3 separate regions of the Mus musculus genome follow, and all the other regions are linked to region 1. Evidence: chromatin contacts called from public Hi-C data. All regions are on one chromosome and are shown on one strand. The core of a region is the stretch at or near the end of the contact, and the rest is flanking DNA. Distances in the headings are between cores, read along the strand shown.

Region 1 (3,031 bases), core at 117-2,616:
ATACCTTTTAGGTACTTCAATAATATTATTGATATTTTTTCATTGTCATATGTCTTGTACATATGAGATGCCGAATAAATATTTGCTAAATGAATACATGGCTTCTGTAAGCCAGTGATGAAATGGAAAGTTTCACAGAGGTTTCTAAGATGGTAATTGAAGGCTAATAAATAAATGGGAAATGGCAGTTTTTTATTTTATCCTGTGACAGCCTAATAATAGTGCCTTTGTTGATCCATTAACAAATATTTTTGCATGACTAGACCTCAGAAGACCTCAGACTGATCCCTGGGCACAGGCACAGAACAGTTCCTGGCCCTATGTCATTGGATGCAAATAAGAAACTTAGTCTAAGCTCAAAAGAGTAACTGTAAAAATCTAGGAACTGTGTGTCAAAGGACTCTTGAGGAGAAACGTGGGGAGCTTTCAGAAATCAAGGGGAACTCCCCTATCCTTCCTCTCCCTTCCCTCCCTCTCTTCCCTCCCCCTCCCTCCTCCTCCCCTATCCTCCCTCTCCCCCATCTCTCCTCCCCTCATTTATTTCTCTGTAGCTAAGCTTCTTTTTCCTATACTGCATAGTAGAAGATGGCCACCTATGAGCTTTAAGTCTGCATAGTGTGTTCTGATCCACACTCATGGAAGAATCTGGCTGACCCAGTCTGTCTGGAGAGGCTATAGCAGAATTCTACCCTGGGTAATTTAAAAGGCATAGAAAATCGTAATTCATAATGGCACACAACTGTAACTCCCATTCTTGGGAGACTTAGGAGACCTCCAGGTGGAGGCCAATGTAGGTTCTCGAGCAAACTGCTTCAAAACATTTTTTATTAGCTCAAATTTCTGGAGAGTGGGGAAATCTAAGATTAAGACAACAGAGCTGGAGAGATGGCTCAGCAGTTAAGAGCACTGGCTGCTCTTCCAGAGGTCATGAGTTCAATTCCCAGCAACCACATGGTGGCTCACAACCATCTATAGGGGAATATGATGCCCTCTTCAGGCAGGCGGATGTATATGCAACAGAGCACTCATACATTAAATAAATAAAGTTAAAAAAAAAAAAAATGACAGCAGTGTGTGGCCAAGCCCTCCTTGCTGAAGCGATCACATGGCAGCGAGGCAAAAGAGAAAAAGGCAGACTGGCCTCCCAGGGTGGACGTGTTAATCCTTTCATTAGAACAGGCACCAGTTAATGGCTTTGCCTCTTAACTACTTTTCACAATGGCAACTAAATCTCAACAGGAGCTGGAAGTGCACGTTGAAACCAGCGCGGGGCGTACTTCAAGTCCCCACTTGAGGCCGTTCAAAGGCTTTTAGGAGAAGGAAATCATGGGGCATCTTAAGGGTACCGGAAAAGCAGTTCTAGGAGGCTGCCCCCAGGAGGTTGAAGGAAATATGACAGCATCTAGCAGTTCCTGCAGGTGCTCACACATCACAGCCATGACCCTGACCACGAACTGAACCACAGTCATCTGTTTTCCTTTAAGGATTTCATAAGTGCATATACTTTGTTTCAATCAAATCAACCCCCTAGTCCATTCCGTCTAACTCCTCCCCTATACCCGCCATCATTTTTGTCTCCCAACTTCCTATGCTGTACTAAATAAAACCCATTGCGACCTCTTAGTGCGTCCTTAGTGCGTCACGCAACATGTGCTTGCGTGTTGGATCGTCTGCTGAAGCATGGTTAGTCTCTCAGGGGCAACGCCTTCGAAGAAAACGGATCCCAATGGCCCATCAGCTATCCGATGCCAGCAATGTCTCAGCTACCGGTAGAGCTTCATGCGTGTCTGCCCAACCATTGTAGAGAAATAAACCTTTCACAGCAAACACCGAAAGCGCCTGAAAAGTGAACAGGTAGGCAGCCAGGACTGAAGCCGGAAGCTGAAGAAATAGCCCAGCTGAGCGTTCTGGGTGTGTTTGTCTTTTCCAGCTTCTCGACTTAGGCCAAAGGCAGATCAGACTCGGAAGCAGCGTATTCCAGACCATCAAGCAAGCTCCAGAAATCACCTTTGCGAACCAACAGGCCCGGAAAAGTAGCCTCTGCACCAGGAATGCCAATAGAAACGGCTGCCTTTCTTGCCACTCTTTCCTGCCTGCAAGCTCCTGATGCTGCAGGCACTCTTCCACCGCTCCCAAAGAAAGCTTGCCCTGGGACCAGAGAGAGTCAGAGGGAGGGTGATGGCTTTCAAACCGTTCAAGACAACCTAAGGCTTCTTTGTCGTCTCTCTAAGAACTTTACTCCAAACCAACCATAGTTACACAAAACAGCACCAGACCTCAGAAGAATCAGGAAAGGGAGGGTCCTGGGAGCTGAAGAATGCCAGGAAGTGACCAGGAAGCTTGCTGGAAACGGGTTCTTTTCACTCTGTAGAGGTCCCTACATAATTCCTAGACTTAGTTCCAGGCTGCACAAATGCAGAATAGATCCAAGGTCGCAGACTCAGCTACCAAGTCCCAGAGTAAATGCCACGCAGGAAACACAGAACACAGAAGGTAGTAACTACCCGGTCTCAAAGCAGGAATTCACAAAGGATCCACACCCATGGAGGATGAGACACTGTGTGTAATCTGAGCCTAAGCCAGTTAACTCTGCTCACACAAATATGCACATTTACTTGAGGATTTTAAGAGAAGCCAGGGTCTTGCTTCACAATACCCAAATGTGCTAGTTCCAACACAAAATCCCAAGCCACCATGGCAGATGAAGGCCAACCTGGGAGACACAAGGAGACCTCCCTGTAAAGAAACAAAACATCATCTAATCCACTAAGAACCTGAGAAATCGTCCCAATATTCAGGAGAGAGAGGGGGGATGGGGGGTGGGGGGGGTAGGACGAAGGGATGGAGGGACAGAGTTTGGTTTCTTGTTGCTGTGATAAAGACCATGATCCAAAAGCAAGTAGGGGAGGAAAGGGCTTATTTCAGCTCGCCAGCCCGTCTTGATCAGAGTTGCTAGGGGAGGGCAGTCTGGGAAGGAACTGAAGCAGAGATCGTGGAGGCATGCTGTTTACCAGGTCACCTGCCCCCAAAT
Region 2 (3,068 bases), core at 537-3,036, 190 kb before region 1:
GGCAGCCCAGAGAAGCTGGAGCAGGAGGGGTGTTCCTCCCCAGGAGAGAGCACACCGATTGGTTGTCCAGTGCTGAACGGTCAGCCCAGAAAACATACACACAAGTAGCAGCATATACACTCAACAGTGCACTGAGGAATAAGTGTGTGTGTGTGTGTGTGTGTGTGTGTGTGTGTGTGTGTGTGTGTGTGTGTGTGTGAGAGAGACTGCAATAACCATTAGAGAAAAAAGGTCATGGATTTAATGGAGTACATGGGGAGGTTTAGAGGGAGGGAAGGGAAAATGTTGTAATTAGATTGTAATCTCAAAAATAGCAAACAAAAAATAGGAGCTGTTTTAAGAATCAAATCTGAGACATGAGTGAACAGGAAAGAAAAGCAGCCCCAAAGGTTTAAGAGTGAGGACAGCTATGTCCCTTTAACACACACACAGACATATGTATACACACACACACATATACACATACATACACACAATGAGATCAATCATCAAAACACTCATCTCAAAGAATAGCCGAGACATGATGTTGCCCTTGTCAAAAGTGCATGGTGTATATGGCAAAAACAAACTTGAAAAGTGACTGAGAGGACCAGTTTAAGATATCAAACACACACCCCTTAACACTGCCCCCCCCCTCAGGCTAGTAGCAGCCTCCTTTGGCTTCTGCAGACTTTTTCAGCCATCTGTGCCTTGACTGTTCTCAGAAACCCCTCGAGAGAAACAAAGGTTGCCCTTTATAATAAACAACAACAATGTGCCATTGAATGATGCTTACTATAACCTGAGTGTTTTAAACATTATCTCAAAAAAATATTCACAATGTTCCTAGGAGGCATTACTATGCCCATTTCTGAAAAGTTGTAATAAGCTCAGAGATGCCAAGGAACTTCCTTCCCCAAGTCACACAGCTTACTAGCCTGTGAGTCAGACCATGAGTCTTCCATCTAGCTCGAGAGGCTAGATGGCTAGTCAAAACACTACTGTCACTGGCACCAGCAAGGTCCAGTGCCATGAGAACACAGACTGTTGCCTGAGGTTAAGGTGTCACATCAGGTAATTCCAGGAAGGATGGGAGCATCATTTTGTCAGTGAATAGAGAGAAGTCCAGAGAGAAGGCAGAGTGCAGAGAGACTGAGTCTGAGGCAGAGACAGATGTAAGCTGAAGGGCAGCCTCCCACCAGACGACCATCCTGCTCCAGCAGGAACACATGACAGTCTTACAACAGCCAGGAATTTATAGAAAGCGCATCCTCTGACCCACACGGCAACCACTCGTTCACCTGAGCTGCAGGAAATGCATGAGAAAGCATTCCAAGAGACAGGAGAGATGAGAGAAACGGTAGATTTGGGTAGGAGAGCAGAAAGTAGCCAGGGCTGGAATCTCCCAGAAAGAAACGGGACAAGCTACCAATCAGCACTGTGCCCCCTCCCACATCCCTCAAATGGCACAGTTCTGAACCTTTCCACATCCATTCCCATCAGGTGACGTTCAAAGAAAGAATCTCTGAGACCCATGAGGATATGTGTGAAGGGGGGAGGGCCAGGCTGAGTTCCTGCCTGCCCCTTCCATAGCTACCCCTCTGTGGTCTTGATAGACTTGATTCCCCATCTCTAGGTCTAAATGTCTAGTATACACACACACACACACCACATGCTATCAGGCTTTGCCTAAGGTGCCAACCAATGAATGGAAGTGCAAATGCTTTTCACCAGGCTCCTGTACATATTTGACAAGGCAGCATGACCTAGTTCAAAGGATTGTGGTGGGGGAGGGGTGAGACCATGATGAGGAGACTCAGCCATCCCCACAGCAACGGAGCTTTGATGAACATCTGCCACAAAAAGGCTATTCCAGGCAGAAACGTGTTGCTGCTCAAAGCAGCCCTCCCAACTGTTAAGTGGCAAATACTAATACACAGAAAACACACACACACACACACACACACAGAGTTACTACTCATCTGTGATTGCACACAACTCCACCATCCAGACTTTTAACACTGACTAGTTGGGACACTTTCTTCCTAGAACACTTTGAATACTTTCCCTTGTGTAGGGCCATGCCCTGTCATATTGAAATGATGCAAACCTGATTCACAGTGAGTCTGTATTTAGAGCCAGGGCCTTTACAGAAGCACTGAGGGTTAAATGAGGCCATAGGGTGGAACCCTGATTCACTAAGTGTGATGTTCTCACCAGAGAAAGAGACACTGGAGTGTTCTTCTGTGTACCAGAAGAAAGGCCAAATGAGATCATAGTGAGAAGCTGGCTGTCACCAGAAACCAACTGCAATGCCACCATCACCTGGGCTGGTCTCCATGATTTTGAGAAAATAAACTTCCGTGGATTTTATTATGTGGTATTCTACTATTGCAGTTTGAACCGAATAAAGTATCCTATGTGAGCATATGTGTACACGCATGAGTATGCTTTGTGAGATATAGTAATAGACGTGAAGATACATCTGAACATCAAAGAAGAGATCTAAGTGCTTGAAGCTGTGAGATAGAGGCATGCATGTGTATGCATACGTATATCCATACCTCTGTGTATGTATATAAACATGTATAAATATATGTATACTATATATACATATAAACATATACATATAAATATTTAGTACATGTAAACATATACATACAAATACCTATAAATATGTTTATAAATAAGTCTATATATATATTGTCACATGTATATATGTGTATGAACATGTATATATGTGTATATACTGTTTGAGGTGAATGTAAGTATGTATATATTCCTTAGCTCTACCTGCTCAAAAGATGGAGAATCAATGCTTCTCTGTCAGGAGTGAGCACAGCAGTGTCAGACAATGGTTTCTGGGACCACTTTTCACTAAAAAAGAGCCTATGAGTTTAAAGGGAACAGAAGAAAACCACTAGTCAGTCCCTGTGCAAACAAGACAACACGAGGAAAGTCCGTTTTCTCAACGTTTGGTGCCCCTGAACAACGCCTTCAATTCTTCATATGGGAATCAAACCATTAGCTGTTTCCTGCATTCAGGACTCGGCTCTGCTCTAGACAACACGTTTTCTCATAGGTTCTGG
Region 3 (3,425 bases), core at 651-3,150, 210 kb before region 1:
CAACTGTGCATAAGTTCTTTGTCCTTTCCAGTTGTAAACCTGCAGTTTTCCAGGAATCTCACATGCTCCATTAGAGCAAAAGGACATTTCCTAACTCTCTGTGCACCCAGTAGCTCCTGGTTTACCCTTTTTGATCACAACTTTGTCAAAAATACCTCTGTTGCCACCCTGATCTCAATTACGGAAAAGAGACTTAACAGCCAAAGAGAGCGTTCCTTTGGTCTATTCTTTTGGTTTAGTTTTTAATTTTAGGAGATTTTTTTCTTTTCATTTTCATCCTGACTTCAAGCAGCATTCTTAATTTCATCTTATTCTCCCCAGATCATTTATCATTTAATTTCTAATTAAAAATAGTTTCCCACATTTCCAAATATTTGTTTGAAGTTACTGGATGCAAGCCTTGCTTCCTTTGCTGGCTTTATTTATTTCTGTTGTTTCCTTTCAGCGGTTGAGGATTTTCTCCGCTTAGAATGCACTGAGTCGTCGGCTTCTCTTCCTGAAAGTGTCTTGCAGACCTCCTATGCTAACCAGTTCTTGGCGGAGTTAGGATGAGTGACTATTCTTGGATTACTGGTGCCCTCTTCTGTCAACATGACGAAGAACTGTGATTCTAATGAGGTTCTGGATGCTGTCCTCTGCGTGAATTGAAACCAAGGAGGCACCGAATCATGCACAGCTCCATCTAATCCACCTGGGTCAAAATCAGTCTGCTCAACTTAACGTGTTTCTTACTTTTTATTAATTTCATCTATCTCCCCCTCCCCCGAACTATTTAAGGAAACTTGCTACTTCCTAGTTTGTAAGAAGGGAGGCTGTCCATAGGGAAGATAAGAAACCAGGAGAAGAATAGTCAGAAAATGTTGTAGACAAGTGTCAAATGGTCAAAGAACAAGATTTTTCAGAAAAAAAAAAAAAAGTGAGTGATAAGACCAATTAGTGTCATTTCACACTGGTGGAATGTATACTTTACAAACTCACAAACTCAAAAACTCAAACCTTCAAACTCTTGCCTTGTGGGTCTAAAACCTTTATTTCCTAAGACGTATAACCCCATCAGAAGATGCATTAAGAACCCCATTAAACTTCACGCTCTGGCTGCTCATTGGTTACTACCTGTACACTAAAAGATACTGTCCTTCTCTACTAAGAGGGCAGTTGGCTCTCAGCATCATTGTGAGCACTGGCTCACCGTTAGAGCTGTGCTACATAACGGAAATGGGGAGAGAGAGAGATGTGCTTAGTGCTAGGCAGCTCTTTTCATGAAACTTCTTTCCACTGCTAGCATCAAGCTTGAATGGGTCACTACAGCAGCTATGGTTTGGATAAATATGGCAAGCATAGGCTCAGACCTTCCAGCTCTAAGGTCCAAGTCCCAGGACCCAGAAACCATCTGAACCATTAGGAGTAGTGGCTAAAGGCAAGAAGGAATCAAAGGAAAATAACAGAGGAGAAAAGAATGATTACTGAGATCAACTGTAATGGTGGAGGCTATGGCTTACACCATTAATACAATTCTTGTAAGTGCCTGAATCTTCCAACCAGAGTTTTAGGATGATCTGAAAAGACAGAATGATTTTGAGGATGGAGAGAAGCCAGCCTGTGTGCGCAATATAAGATAACCATGTGAACTCTAGTGGAAAACTGTTGGTATGTCTCCAGACCCTCTCAGTGTTCTTTCTCGGTTCTGTGCACGCACAGCACAGCTCTGCATGCTCTGACTTGAGGTTGAAGTGGAAATTCGTGGTTTCTTTAACAACTCAGTTGTGCCACGTGATGTTTTTTTCTGGAAGCAGTCTTGTGAGAGGGCATGTGATATTTTACTGAAAACAGACACTTTGAGAGGGTGTGTGGTGTTTAGAAAGAATATAAATAGAACCCCACAGTCAGTGAGAAGAGGTCCTTGCTCTGCTCTTGTGCAATGTTTTACTTCTGCACTGGTCGTCACTTCATGGAGAGAAATGCACCAAAGAGCTTCTTGTGCTGTTTTCTCTGATCCTGGCCTCTTAGGCTGACTCCTGCTGATTCAGCTGAGCCTTGCTGTTTCTGTTGGGTCGAGCTGCTGCCACTACTGTTTCATGTTTGGTGTTTGCTATTGAGCTGGACTGCTGACATGCCGACAATGAAGAGTGGAATCACCCCCCTCAGAACTACTTTTAAACCGGTCTACAACACCCTTTTCCTGTTAACTTTCTTTCTCCCCTTCATCTGGTTGGTGGGCTAGAAGGAAGGTTGAAGCGTTTAAGAACCCTAAATAAAGTAGGTTTTGAAAAAAACATCTAAGCCTATATAAGATATTAACAGGATCGATCTTGGGTATAGGAAATTGTGATCTTGGTTGTCAGTTTGATTGGACCTGAAGTCAACTAGAAGACTTCTGGGTGGATCTGTGAAGGTTACTCCAGGATCAACTGAAGGATAAGCCCCTCACCCAGAGTGGGCAATAGTGTCCAGTGGTTGTCCAGGTATAAGGAGATCAGAAAGAAAAGCAGCACTGCCCACTGATCTACCTTCACTTTCTGGTTGTCATTGGCAGCTCGGGAGTGAGTCCATCCTACTACTCTTAGTTACCACCATTCTCCTCTGCCTGCCATTCACAGCTAGCATCTTTGGCTTTCCTATTGACCGAAGAGCAGCATCTCCCCAAGGATCCTCCAGGCCTTCAGTGCCAGTCTGGTACTGCTGAGTCATCGGAATTGTGGACTGAGCCTCTATCTAGTGCATACTGTGTAATCCAGCCTAATGAGATGCATTGGTGCTGTTCCTCTAGACAGCCCTGACAAACACAGAACATTGTAGGCTTGTTCTACTACGTGGATGCCCTACCCAAAGCAGCTAGGGATTTTTCATCTCCACAAATCCAAGGGTTCTTATTGCCAATTACTAGTTGGTGGACTCCATAAGCTTGTTTTCCTTGTTTCTAGACAAGTTAAGGTTCAATTTACACTCCTGTGTTTTCCTTAGGATCAGATGAAGGCTGGAATTTCATCTGAAAGCGTTTCTTTGATGGCACTTTATGTCTTTATCATGCATCCAATTCTTATTTGCATAGGTGTCCAACCTTTCCACATGAACCTGTCCAATGAAAAGAGGTAGTCCATGGTTTTAAGACATTTATTGTCATAGCGGAAAATGGATGAGAAAACCATACCCCACGTCTTGAGTGGGCCTGAGGTTAAACACCTTTTGCAGGGAGGAGTGTCTGGGAAGGGGAGTTTATTGGCTAAGCCTCCAGGCCTTTAGGTACCTCGTTAAAATGGAGATCTGTCTTGAGCCTACGTTGCCACAGGTCATGTCCTCTACCTGTGGAAGGGCTTGGGGCATTGCCTGTACATGACTGATGGCCACAAATCTATGGGGGGCTGCGGCAAGTGACAGGGGCCTGGTGCCCAGGAACAGGTGAAGTGCCTACCATTCCTTCAGGGTTT

Evidence for each region. Hi-C and Micro-C count contacts between places; a contact is called where the count stands out from the background.
Region 2: a Hi-C map of CD8 T cells shows a contact between it and region 1, with 2.8 times the contacts expected there. The contact joins two enhancer-like sites. A contact is called at or near these places in 3 of 484 Hi-C or Micro-C datasets (CD8 T cells, bone marrow-derived macrophages and trophoblast stem cells), 5 of 115 datasets of contacts at active chromatin or transcription factors (astrocytes, cardiomyocytes and embryonic stem cells) and 1 of 9 other capture datasets (embryonic stem cells).
Region 3: a Hi-C map of bone marrow-derived macrophages shows a contact between it and region 1, with 41 read pairs. The contact joins two enhancer-like sites. A contact is called at or near these places in 1 of 15 datasets of contacts at CTCF or cohesin (large pre-B cells), 7 of 484 Hi-C or Micro-C datasets (the 3T3-L1 cell line, 3T3-L1-derived adipocytes, CD4 T cells and 3 more) and 8 of 115 datasets of contacts at active chromatin or transcription factors (cardiomyocytes, embryonic fibroblasts, embryonic stem cells and 3 more).

What each region holds. Positions count from the first base shown.
Region 1 is chr16:23,164,001-23,167,031 of GRCm38.p6, reverse strand. No RefSeq gene overlaps it. Among named protein-coding and RNA genes, the nearest start is that of C730014E05Rik, 9.8 kb to the left of the region's middle. Within about 2 kb of position 1,366, at least 33 of the 459 cell types and tissues checked have an H3K27ac peak or open chromatin away from gene starts, as enhancers often do. A contact at or near this core is called in CD8 T cells, bone marrow-derived macrophages and regulatory T cells, where this site is marked.
Region 2 is chr16:23,349,694-23,352,761 of GRCm38.p6, reverse strand. All of the region lies in intron 5 of St6gal1 (beta galactoside alpha 2,6 sialyltransferase 1), which reads right to left. Among named protein-coding and RNA genes, the nearest start is that of Gm30814, 25 kb to the right of the region's middle. Within about 2 kb of position 1,786, at least 36 of the 459 cell types and tissues checked have an H3K27ac peak or open chromatin away from gene starts, as enhancers often do. A contact at or near this core is called in CD8 T cells and bone marrow-derived macrophages, where this site is marked.
Region 3 is chr16:23,373,531-23,376,955 of GRCm38.p6, reverse strand. No RefSeq gene overlaps it. Among named protein-coding and RNA genes, the nearest start is that of Gm30814, 49 kb to the right of the region's middle. Within about 2 kb of position 1,900, at least 54 of the 459 cell types and tissues checked have an H3K27ac peak or open chromatin away from gene starts, as enhancers often do. A contact at or near this core is called in bone marrow-derived macrophages and regulatory T cells, where this site is marked.